Regions from separate parts of the Mus musculus genome. Here all the other regions are linked to region 3. The links are chromatin contacts, called in public HiChIP or PLAC-seq maps. All regions are on one chromosome and are shown on one strand. Each heading gives the region's core, a stretch centred on a gene start, on an enhancer-like site or on the middle of the called end of the contact. The rest is flanking DNA. Distances are from core to core; before and after follow the strand shown. Region 1 overlaps Zfp462 (zinc finger protein 462). Region 2 holds the start of Rad23b (RAD23 homolog B, nucleotide excision repair protein). Region 3 overlaps Gm12514 (a long non-coding RNA gene).

Evidence for each region. HiChIP or PLAC-seq counts read pairs in DNA pulled down with a chosen protein or histone mark.
Region 1: a contact with region 3 is called in an H3K27ac HiChIP or PLAC-seq map of embryonic stem cells, with 20 read pairs. The contact joins two enhancer-like sites. A contact is called at or near these places in 5 of 484 Hi-C or Micro-C datasets (embryonic stem cells and extraembryonic ectoderm), 6 of 115 datasets of contacts at active chromatin or transcription factors (embryonic stem cells, extraembryonic endoderm stem cells, stem cell-derived neural progenitor cells and 1 more) and 2 of 9 other capture datasets (adipose tissue and pancreatic islet).
Region 2: a contact with region 3 is called in an RNA polymerase II HiChIP or PLAC-seq map of embryonic stem cells, with 14 read pairs. The contact joins the promoter of Rad23b here to the enhancer-like site in region 3. A contact is called at or near these places in 2 of 484 Hi-C or Micro-C datasets (embryonic stem cells and olfactory sensory neurons) and 4 of 115 datasets of contacts at active chromatin or transcription factors (bone marrow-derived macrophages, embryonic stem cells and extraembryonic endoderm stem cells).

What each region holds. Positions count from the first base shown.
Region 1 is chr4:55,003,580-55,007,727 of GRCm38.p6, reverse strand. Zfp462 (zinc finger protein 462) reads right to left here. Exons shown (of 13, transcript NM_172867.3): 2 at 1-195. The coding sequence starts at 165. Among named protein-coding and RNA genes, the nearest start is that of Zfp462, 58 kb to the right of the region's middle. Within about 2 kb of position 2,562, at least 203 of the 459 cell types and tissues checked have an H3K27ac peak or open chromatin away from gene starts, as enhancers often do. A contact at or near this core is called in embryonic stem cells, extraembryonic ectoderm and trophoblast stem cells, where this site is marked.
Region 2 is chr4:55,347,792-55,351,762 of GRCm38.p6, reverse strand. It overlaps Rad23b (RAD23 homolog B, nucleotide excision repair protein), which reads right to left and starts at 1,721. Exons shown (of 10, transcript NM_009011.4): 1 at 1,336-1,721. The coding sequence starts at 1,401. It overlaps Gm42290 (a long non-coding RNA gene), which reads left to right and starts at 3,561. Exons shown (of 3, transcript XR_881289.3): 1 at 3,561-3,768.
Region 3 is chr4:55,133,142-55,136,982 of GRCm38.p6, reverse strand. Gm12514 (a long non-coding RNA gene) reads left to right here. Exons shown (of 3, transcript XR_881288.2): 2 at 805-875. Among named protein-coding and RNA genes, the nearest start is that of Gm12514, 4.1 kb to the left of the region's middle. Within about 2 kb of position 2,447, at least 20 of the 459 cell types and tissues checked have an H3K27ac peak or open chromatin away from gene starts, as enhancers often do. A contact at or near this core is called in embryonic stem cells, extraembryonic ectoderm and trophoblast stem cells, where this site is marked.

The DNA.
Region 1 (4,148 bases), core at 1,313-3,812, 130 kb after region 3:
TGTCTGATTACTAGCATTCATGGACCCAGATAGTGGCTCGTCATCATTGTCCTCGGCAACATCAGTTGGCTGTAAGAATGCCGTGTGGACATCCTGGATGTGTGCCTTGAGATCTTCGTAAGATGGGGCTCGGAAGTCACAGCCATCGCACTGAAGCACCTCCATGATCGGGGGCTACCCTCTCACATCAGGAACCTGAGGCAGAGATTAGAACACAGCATTGTGAGGATCGCACTCACCACAAACACAAAGAGGCAACAGATCTTCTCATGGAATGAACTCAAACATCACTACCTTTCGCCTGCTCCTCTTTGCCAACTCGAACACCGGACAAGGAGAGGCAATCAGACATAATAGAGACAAAGTCCTTGACTTCCTAACTTCAAAGGAAAGAAAACTCAGATAAATGTTTTCTGCTTTGATAGATCTTCAAATGCCATCTGTCAAGGAAACATTAATACTTCAAAAGTTGGTACCGTTTTTGAGTGTCTCCACCACATTCAGAATTCTAGATAACTTACTATTGATTCTGACTTCTCCTTAGACTTTTTCTTTTTGAACTAGAGTCTTCTTAGTGGGAAAGAGGACATCCATCTTCATTGAAGGGCAAGAACATTTTAATTTCTTTTATCCATTTCCATATTATTACATGAGTGTTTTAACACCAAATGGTAGAATAGAATTGACTCTTGGAAATGGCTGTGGCTTTTGGTATTGCTTTTATTATTTTAATATCTTTATTGATACTAGGGTTCACATTTTTTCTTTCCCCAAGTAGTGTGGTTTCCCCTCCCCCTCCCAATGAAGTGAGTGGTTATTTGCTCTTTTACTACCTACCAATTAAAACTTAACAGCTTCTCCAGTCTAATTAGGTCATAAAATATTTCTCATGAGATTTCCAAGCAACCAACTTTTAGATGACAATTCAGTTTCTGGTTTAAGATTGTACCTTGGCATGTCCATTTACATGAAGACCACAGAATCTAGTAGTTCTGTAAAGGGGCTCCTGAGTCAGAGCTGTCCCTCTCCATCCCTCTCACTTTTATAACCATGAAATTTAGACTTGGATATAAAACAACAGCAGCCAAAAATCAACCTGTGAACTTGGTGTGGAACAAGGCAGAGCAGAGCTCATCTCCCTTACTCTGTAATTCACTGTGAGACTGAAACCTACGGGAAGCTTCACGCTAGCTCAAGGCAGAGTCTCACCACAAAGTGACGAGAATATTGGGAAGGTGGAGTCCTTCCTAGCTTAGTGTATATCCTGTAAGGAGATACCCAGTTATTATCTCAGTGAATAAGTTACTTCACAGAGAACATCACAAGCCCTACTAAGTCACTGTACTGTAATCTAGAACCAAATGTCTTAAGAATTCAGGTTGCAGCCAGATCTTTTTTAATGGTGCAGTTTTCTATGCCTCTCTTACAAAAGATAATGTGATTTCTGCTGGAGGAACAAAGTCCAGCAATGATGTGTCAGTGGAGTGCAAGAAGCCATGGCAGGAGGATTTTCTATGAAAGAATGCTCCTGCCCGGAGCCTGCTAAAATAAGTACTGGCCAAGTCCAGCTCTGGACAGGGCTTTGCAGAGTGAGACACAGATATTTTACCTCCTCTTCTTTCACCCAACAATTTATCCTATTTCAATAAACATTGAACTGGACACCAGAGTCCTTTCAGCTAACTAAGTCTCAATATTCCAGATACACAAGCTTTTATGTCAGAGCACCAGCCCAAATTGTGTGGAAGAGGTTGCTATCAGCTCTGGATCAAATTACAGCAGTCACTGAGCCCCACCCCACTTCTCCTTTCGCACAGTCCATTAGACCTGAAAACAAATTTTTCCATGGTGCAGACGACTCCTGCATTTAGAACACTTCACAGAAAAAAGCAGATCACCCAATGCGCACTCCCCATCCCCCAAGCTTAGTCCTTTCATCTCAGCCAAGCAAGCCACAGCCCTGCCGAATGTGTTTATCACACTTTCAGGAGATAGGAGCTCCTGCGTCACTGAAGCTCTAAGACTCACTAAGCTGCCCTAGTCCTCTGAGCTGTAGGAGCAGCCATTTTAGCTCAGAGCCTCTCCTCCGTGCACAACATGGCTTCGCTTGGATTTTGCTAGGCTGACAATCACAAGTGAACGCTACGAGGGCAGGCTGGGCTCCTCCTAAGCTCTGCTCTTCCCAACAAAGAATTAACTGTTTTCATTTCTTCTCGAAAAGCAGCACCTTTCTCCTCCTCAAATGTCATTCACCAAAGATCTCCAAAGGTTCTTTTATCCCATGATTGATAGGCTGGTTCGTTAGTCCCAGCAGAGTACTGGTTAAATCAGGACGCCCCTGGACCAGAGCCTGTCCTGCAGCAGGATTTGGGGGTGTCCTGGAGAGGGGACCTCCAGAATGCCTTGGTTTCTTGGGAGTCGTCCTTCCACACACAGAAGACATACCATCCGAGGCTGCTAGCCAGATTCCAAAGTCTAATGACCTTTGTTAATCACCAGCCAGTCTGTCTGCATCAGCAGACCCTGCCAAAAGACACACCCTTCCACACAAAGGCTGTAGCTATTCCTTTTAAAGGAGGTTCTGTGAAAGCTCCATTGTGTAGCTCAGAGGAAAACAAAATCCCTTCCCTTCAAAACCTCAAGCCTTTAGAAATAATGCAACAAAAGGCTTTCTGCTGTGTCTCTTTTGGAGACTTTGAGCCTGGTTTGCACAAAACATCCACAAAAATGGCCCCGCTTGCACAAGGAGAGCAGAGCATTGAGGCAGTCCACCTGGAGATGGAGTCCATCTTCCATACACTTCTCTAATATCTTGGTGTCTTCTGAAACTGTTCTCTATGAAGGATGCTAACCCCATCACATGCAAACACTAACAGTCTCCTTGTTCTGCTACAAAGGAGATTAAAGGGTTATGAGATCAGAAGGAGGAGGGGGAAAGAGCCACTGATTTGGAAAAAGGAGAGATGATGAAAGTGATTTTCTAATGGGTTCTAGCTTTAATGTTGTTGCAGTCTTTACCTCAAAAATAGCTCAGAGCCTTAGAAGAGGTTAATCTCCAGGCAGCTGATACAACCAGTGGCAGGAAGAGCGGAGTGGCCTTCAATTTGATGTCTGTACCAATACTGAAATGGGAATGGAGACTTACTTTGAAAGCCATTTTGTCTTTGTGTACACGGCTCTCCTGAAGACGCTGACGGAAGAAAACAGAAATTGCTGGCATAGCCCAAACAATCCAAGAAACTTGATATATTTATGAGACCACAAAAGTACACACAGGTAATAAGCAAGAGCAGGAAAATAGGGAGTAGAAATGATCCCCACTAAGCAAACTGGACCTCAGGGTGACCCATTCATCTGTCAATCAGAAAGTGTTTCTGGAGCACGGTGTAGTCCTCCAAGAAGCCAAAACACAGGGAGGGAAATAAAAAAAAAAGATGGGGCATTAAACTTGTATGTTTGACTGCTTCATTGACGCAGAGGAGCAACAGTTGTAAAAGGCTAACCTAGAGAGGGTCTGCAGTGAGATTATGATTGAAAGCGAACAGCCTCGTTCTCGTATTTACCTCATTTAATAACACCCGTGATTAGGAGATTTAACCACCTTTTCCTCACAGAATCAGCACAACCAAGAGGACAAATGCAAGTTTCTGAACTGAAAAAGAAATGTTATTTCTAAAGGTCAGGAGATCAATGTAGAAACCAAACAGACATCCTTCCCTCCCACTACCTGTCCCTCCCAGGGCCATAGCTGCAGGTTCCTCAAGGCCAGATATGCTTCCTTCAGGTAAACCCCACTTCTAACACCATGGCTGATGACAGTTGGGAACTGACTAGACTTCACTCTAAACTAACCTTCACCTTAAGTGAGCAGTGCTCTGAACAGGAAACTCTTAAACCATCCTAACTCTTCCTCAAACTATGCTTAATGAAGGGCTTCTTTCCTTCATATTTAAAGTCTATGAGTTCAAAGTATAGTGTTTGCAGGAACAGCTCCCAGGCCCATTGTCTATGTTTAGCAATGGCTTAAAGACATACTTAGAGAGAGTCCACAGTCCATGCTAGAGATCTGAAAACACACCGGCTGAGGAGAGGGGCAGAGTGGGCACAACTGCATGCTCTCACTCTCATCACCAATTTCCACTAAGCTC
Region 2 (3,971 bases), core at 472-2,971, 220 kb before region 3:
TAACAACTGCTTCTGTGAAGATTGCAGAGCTCTCATGTAAATGTTTTTCTATACTTTCAAGAATTATTGCAGATATCTGGAAATTAAATAACTTCTTATAAAATTATTTTGTGCCACAATTTCAAAAAGGTTGGGAATTCTTGGCTTCTTATTAAAGATTGAAGGAGACTTTAGAATATTAGATGTGATAGGTAAAACAAAACACCATGTCTTCACACAAACATATACTGATTACATAGTAGGCCTTATTTAGAAATCAACTAAATGCCATTTAATCCTCACCATCTCAGCTGGTACAGTTCCCATTTCAGAAAATCAAACAGGGTAGTTTGTCCCGCTGTAGAAAACGAGTTATAGAGCCACAAATAGAATTCGGATCTCGGATCTATTTAATTAACACCACGTCCTGGTTGTTTCAATTACAAACTCAATCAGTCAAAAAAAAAAAAAAAGAAGAAGAAGAAGGAAACCCCCCCACACAAATATGCAGTAATCTATTGACATAGCGTCATAATTCCACGTGAGAAAAAATTTTATTCGCATGACATTTTTTAGATTCCTGACATAAAGTTGTATTAAAGTTAACACAGATCTTTTTACAGGCAAAACCGGAGACCACTGCATTAGAATTTATCACGTGAACTCGTTAAGTGTAGTAGTCGGCTTTTTAACTGTAGAACACCAAGTTTTTATATTTTTCTCCCTCCCTTCAAATACTACTATTCTAGGAGTCCGAGGAGCGTTCAGGTTCCCAAGACGACCGAAAGAACGCATTTAAATCCGGATCTGAAGGTTTCTAATGCAAAATTCTTCACCACCAACGTGGCCTCAGAACGTAATCCACCTGTGGGTGTGGGTTCAGTGGCTGCGAGGGGAAGGATCGTAAAAACTAATCCAAAATAAGACATAAATAAAAGGGCTCCTTCTGAGAGGCCAAAAAATTCATTTTTCCCCCACCATCCCTCCCGGCTGCAGACAAAACTAGGCGCGTTTAAGGCCCACCGTCTTGGGTAACCGGCCCCTTAGACCTCTGCACCTAGCCATGTCGCCGGAGGGTGGTGGCTTCGCCTGGGTCTCCCTCCCTCCCCCACCTGTGCACGTCAGGCCCGGCTCCAGCGCCCAGGCCGCCAGGTCTCCCCTCCCCCTCCGTCCCCACGACCACGCGCTCCGGGCCGCGGCCACCAGCGCCCACGCGGACCGGTGCTGCTCCACGCCATCTGCCCCCGGGCCTTCCTCGTTGTCGGCCACAAAGCCGGCGGTGACCCGACGCCCCTCTGGGGCCCTCCCGCGCCGCCCCGACTCGGGCCCGCGCTCCCCTAACCCGGCGGCGCATACCGTCTCCTCCGGGTCGATGTCGATCTTGAAGGTCTGCTGCTGAAGGGTCTTCAGGGTGACCTGCATGGTGCCTAAGCCGGGGCCTGGCCGCCCCGGGGTGGCCGCGATCCTCGCGCTCTCGGGAGGAAGGCGGTGGGGGTGGGGGGGCTTGTCACATTCGCCCGGAGTCGCACTCACCCCGGGCCCCGCGTCTCCCCTGGCCGCGCCGCCGCTCGCTCCCGCGGCTTTCCCGGTAAGCTCGACCCGCGGTGCTTCCTCACGCGCCAGCCACTGGGCCCGCAGGAGGCGCGAGGGACTCCCCGAGAGACGCAGAGAACCCGCTACCTCACCACAGGATGGTGGCCGCCATCACCGTGACTCGCCGAGACGTGACCCCTCCCCCACCAGAAAAAAACCCGGAGGATGGGGCCAGACTCGGGCGATCTGAGCAGGCGCAGGGTGCGGCGACGCAGTGCGCAGGCGTGAACAGGAACTCCGCCCGGGAATTGGAGGCGGGGCGATGGGTGGGGCTGGAATATCGTGCGGCGCGGCACCGGCGTGCGCAGGCGCACTTCGCAAGCAGAGGCGCTCGCGGAGGCCTGGTCCGCTCCGCGGTCCTGCAGTGGCTCCGCCTACATCCAGGCTCCGCCCAGCGGCGCGAGTTGCGCAACCCGTAGCCGGGGAACGGCTACGTGGAGTCCCGGCTCAGTGGCTGCGGCTCAGCGAGCGCGGAACCTTGAGGGCGGTGGAGCGGGCGGAGCCTTAGTGCAAGGATTGCCGAGGGCCGGCCCAGGAGGGGCGCACATCGCCAGTCGAGCATGTGTAATGCCGGTTGCTTCCCTGATTCTGAGACTGACTTCAGCCATGGACTGCTTGCTTGCCAGTCTTGTGTTCTCTCACCAGCCTTGGGACCTCCCACCTCTAAAGAAAGGCGGATTTAAGAAGGAGGCCTAGTTGTGTCACGCCTTTCCCTCTATCGTTTTGCTTCGTTTAGGTGTTGGTGGTAGATATTAGGCGGTTGCCTCTCCTCACCCCCTTCCCCCGCCCCCCCCCGCCTCACCCCAAGCGCTGCTTTCCTTTGCACGTGGACCCTTTTAATCTTTGCTCAAATGTCGCCTTCTTGAACTCTATCCTGCCTATCCAACTTAAAGTATCTTATTCGGATCTCATTATCCAGCTCCACTTGTCTCAGTAACCATTCATCACCTTCTGGGTACTCTACACTATGTGTATTTAGCGTGTGTGTCTTCTCTTCTTTTTCTGGTCCCCAGGCTGAAGCTACACAGAGGCATGCATTTTGTTTTGCCCACGTTGTGCCCCAAAGCCTACAGAATAAGCCTAGCACATTGTAGGTACAAGGTAAATATTAGAAAAATAGGTAGACGTGCTTCTGGTTCCTTGGCAGTAAGGGTGAGATGTCACTCAGCTAATTGGTGGTTGGAGAGGGTGGGATAATGCATGTAAGTCTTAGAGTCAGGAACACAAAGTTAAGTGCTTGGCTGTAGCTGTATGATTATTTACACAGCGATAAGACCAGAGTGCAGAGGTGTCGGGTAATAAGCACCACAATAGTAAGTGACACTTTAGGTGCTTGTCTGTATGCTGCCTCTTAATAGTGCAGTGACCCCTGTTAGACTTAAAAAGAAGAAAAAGCAGTTACCATCAGACCACAGTGAGGACAATTATGAGCATCCCCCATCTCTGAGCCAGCACCATCAATGATTACAGTATCGCTATTTGGATTTTCATGATTCCAGAAGCTAGGATATAATTTTGTCATGGAACTTTCCCTAACCAAGCCCCCTCTCCACCGACAAGGTATGTCCCTGAACTATGATAAATATCGAATTCTCTGCCGGCTAGGCTGTCTTCCTGTGGAACTAGTCTTAGTCACCAGGTATGCTCAACTTTTGCTCTGAAAAACTGGCAGCTGGGATCTCTCCCTTTAGCTATAGGGTCAGCCAAAGGCAAAGCAGTATTACTGTTTTCAGCGTAACCAGATGCTGGAAAAAAACATGGGCAAAGGTAGCAACTGACTTCCTTATGGGCTTTCCCTTCAAGCCATTTCTCCCCTCACTCATGACATTCCACCTCTTAGGTACTCAGATCCAAACATCGTCATCATCCTTAAGTCCCTTTCTTCCCTGACTCCTGCTGCCTAGCCACCACATCCAAAACAGGGTCAGGTCTTATCACATTTACTCTCCACTGTGTACCCACACGTTTACCCACTTCCCCCCATGATTTCCATGTCTACAACCATCAGCAGTGGCTGTCTTCTAAGGAGGCTTCGCATCCAATCCCACAACAGTCCAGCAGCCAAAGCACCCAATGTTAAACTGGGGGCTTTAGTTTTGATTTTGTTTCTTATGACAGGGTCTCAACTATATAGCCCAAGCAGAACTGAAACTTGCAATTCTCCTGCCTCAGCCCTCTTGAGTGCTGAGATTACAGGTATGTACCAGTATCCCTAGATCAGAGTTGTCTTTTGAAAACATAAACCATGTCGCATTCTTTTATTCTTTTGTTTTGTTTTGTTTTGTTTTTTTCTTTGTTTTTCGAGACAGGGTTTCTCTGTGCAGCCCTGGCTGTCCTGGAACTCACTTTGTAGACCATGCTGGCCTCGAACTCAGAGATTCGCCTGCCTCTGCCTCCCA
Region 3 (3,841 bases), core at 1,198-3,697:
AGGCAGGATGCCTAGCATCATTCTCTGGACATTCATACATATGCTCATACCCCCTGCCCACTCCCCCACCCCCACCCCCAGGACACCCCCCTTCAAGTGACACCATGAAAGGCCTCTCCAAATGATACTATTTTTAAAAATTAAATAAAGAAATAAAAAAGCACTCTAAAAAATTCCATCCGACTTAATGAATCGTAACTCTATGTTCAGCACTAAGAGCTGGGGAGCTTAAGCCTCATTGCCTACAACCAGTTGCCTGGGCTTCACTGTTTGAAGTCAATTCAGCTACAGGTTTTCCATTCAACCTCCTCTTGCAAGATGAAGAAGTTACAGTGGTGTTCTGTCGCCCAAGTTCAGTGCACCACGAAAAGGCAGAGAAAGATAGCGGCGAGGAGAGAGACAAATGATTAGTTATCATCCTGTGAATAGCTAGATAAATATTGACTAAGAGTGCCTAGGAAGAGAAGCATTCGGATCTGCCTGCAAAAATTAGCTCCCCTCCTCCCCTCCCTCCCCCTACTGTTCAGTGGCTCTGCTTCGAGAATCTGACTTCTTTATTTCTCTCTGTGGGAGCTGCCATCTTAATGACTCAGCACAGCGCTCCTCCAGCGGGCGGTCCTGCCTCAGGTGGCAGATCAGGCCTGGGAGAACTGAGGTCTCATTTAAACTAAGTTAGAAATTTCCCAACTTGTTTTAAAATGAAATAGATTTGTAAAAATAACAATAATAATTATTTGACAGTGCTATTATAGCTCCCAGATCGCAATTTAACCTTTAAAGTAGATCCATCCTTTCCTTTTACAGAAGAAGTGAACTTTGTTGGCTCCTGTGTCAGGCATTTCTCACCTGGGCTAAAAGCTTTCTCGGCTCTTGAGGTGAGTCAACAGCCCTGAGGAACTCAGTTCTTCCTAACCTGGACCTTGTTGAAATGTTCATTAAGGTTCACAATTAGCTATTTTCATTCTTAAATGTATTTTTTCATACCTTTAGTCTTTAAGAATGTGCTTAAACATAATGTTGTATATGCGTATATGACATCAGAGTAGAAGTGTTTCTTTAACAAAGGTAGGTCAGGAGACTGGGAGAGGGAATATACATTTGTATGGAAATAATTGGAAAAATACAATTGAAAAAATGTGTATCAAACCCAACTCTCATTGTGGGGGAATGGTTATTTCTTCAGGCTACATGTCAGGTTTTCCAATAGACTTAATGGGATTTTACTTCAATTTTTAAATAGTGGTATGTAGCTTACAGACAATGTAATGCACCAACCATAATAACCCAGCTCACCAGCCTCCTCACCTGGTTATCTATCTGTCACATGCAAGTTGACTGTGACCTACTTCAAAGATGACAGGCCTCTGCTGGGGTGTTGAGGGTTAAGTGAGTTGCTGCTTCTGCTCAACTAGTCTCCTGACTTGCCCCCTTCTCCAGCATCATACCCTAGGACCCCTCCTGTCCCACTCTATCTTCCAGCTATAGTGTTTGTTGCCCTCTTCCCTCATACGGTGAAACTATAATCTTATCTGGAGTTGAGGCCTGAGTGAAGGGATTAATTAGGTGGAGCCCGTAGGAATGGGATGTGTGCCCTTATAGGAAGTGGGCAAACAGCTGTACTCTGCAACCTAGAAGAGGGGCTTGCAGAACTCATGTAAGACTCCGGGGAGCCTAAGCTTACCAGGGTCGCCCTGAGTGAACCACATGGAGCCAGGATCGATGCAAAAAGCAAGAGAAATTTATTGTTCCAGTGCACTGGGGTCATCTCAGACCCGAAGGAGAGGCAGTGACCCCCAGCACCCATTTGGGTAAGTTTTTATATGGTTTTCAGGGGCAGAATAGAGCATCAGCAACTAGGCAAATATGACAGTGCAACCTTTCAACTGATTGGTCTTTAAGGAATGAGGTGACAAGGACTTCCTTTGTCTGAAGGTGCGCAACAGTCAGTCCTGTGGAATGTGTCCCCGCCCGCAGGTTGTTTCCCCCCTGTGGTCTGAAAAATGTTAATTAGCCTCTCCCTTCCGGGAGAGGCAAGTGTTTCTTGACCTTCCCAAAGTTCCTAAACTGACCTTTTCACTCACTGGAATTCTGATCTTGAATTTCCCAGCCACTGTGACTATAAGATGTGACTTTCCATGGCTCATTCTGTTGTTTGTACTTTAGGGTGCACTGTTCCAGTACCCTGTGAGACAATGATTTGCTCAACTTAAAGCTGTTCACCTCTCATACTTTCTACCTCAGGACCACACAAGTGGGACCGGGATCTCCCCTAGCCTCCTGCTCAGAATCCCCTCCAACTGCCTCTCTCCACACACTTTTCAAGCTCCCCCCAATGTCTCTTACCAACCTTGTAGCACTTCTCTTTCATCTTAGAGGATGTGTGTGTGTGTGCTTTATTCACAGATATCACCGCGCACATGTCTCTCAACTTCCTCAAAGACTTGATATATGCTAGGATCAACCAGCTCTCTATTATATTCTTAAGCTCCTCTCTCCAGATGGTCTCTTCAATTGCTGTGTGTACCTAGAACCCTAAGCATGTGGAATTGGCCTCTCAGCCCTCAGGCCTGGCTCCTACTTGCGACAACTTGTGAGGTTCCCTCAAGTAGCCTCTCTGGAAGTAAGCTGGCATTTAGCCATCCTCACTTCATCTTTGATGATTGATACTCTGCCATCTTCCCCTTGCCTGTCCACCGTCCTTATCGTCCCTTTGATGATTGTCTACCATCTTCACCTCTAGCCTTCAATGATTGATTGTCCATCACCTCACATTTGATGATGGTCCACCATCCTTACCTCACCTGTCCATCATCTTCATCTTGCCTTCAATGATTGAATGATAGATTGGGTGTATTCATAGTGAACCTGTATCATTAGGAAGCAGCAGTCTGGGAATTTGGAATTTGAGATATCTTTTGCTCTACCATGGCTAACAATCTGTACTAGGTTGGGAATTGGGACGTGAGATGGGTTAAAGAGAAAGGTTCAAGGGATGGAGAGATGGTTCAGCAGTTAAAAGCACTAGCTTCTCTTTTAAAGAACTGGGGTTCAATTCCCAGCACACACATGGCAGTTATAACTACCTGTAACTCCAGTTCAAGGGGATCTGGATATATATATTCGTATTCACACACACACACACACACACACACATATATACATGCAAGCAGAATTGGTATACATACATACAGAGAGAGAGAGAGAGAGAGAGAGAGGGGAAACTCTAGAGTCTTGGGCTTTTATTTGATGAGAGAGAGGCTCAGCATATGACACAGACATGCAGGAGTGCATAGAGTGTGGGCATGAGGATGGGGGAGCACCTAAGGAAAGGGGTCACATAGGCCTAAGCAGTTGGCATCTCCTACTGTCAAATAAGGATATCTGTCTGCTGATTGTGAGAGATTATCCTTGTGATACTAATATGTGGAATTACTTAAGAAGCAAGTCTTTCTTTGCTATCCATCTGCATTCTGCCCAGCACTCCAGCAGTCTGGTACCTCCGAGTAGAAACAGTATGTCCCCAGATCCTGCAGAGTCAATGAGAAGGAGCGACTGCACATCACCACCAAGAGATCAACATGATCTGTGGATATTATTGCATTAAATCTCTGACTCACAACCCTGCCCTATTCAAAGCAAACCTTGAATAATATTACTGTGAGCATCTGGAAGGAACTCTAAATGGACCTTAGTCCATACAGAAAACACCATCTTAGTGTGCACAGGAGAGATAATGGCCATTTGATACTCACCTGGGAGGCCAATGATGCATGGCTATTGGGCTGAGATTTCCAGGTGCCCTCTTTTTCCAATAGACCGAATCCCAAATCTTCCATGTTCC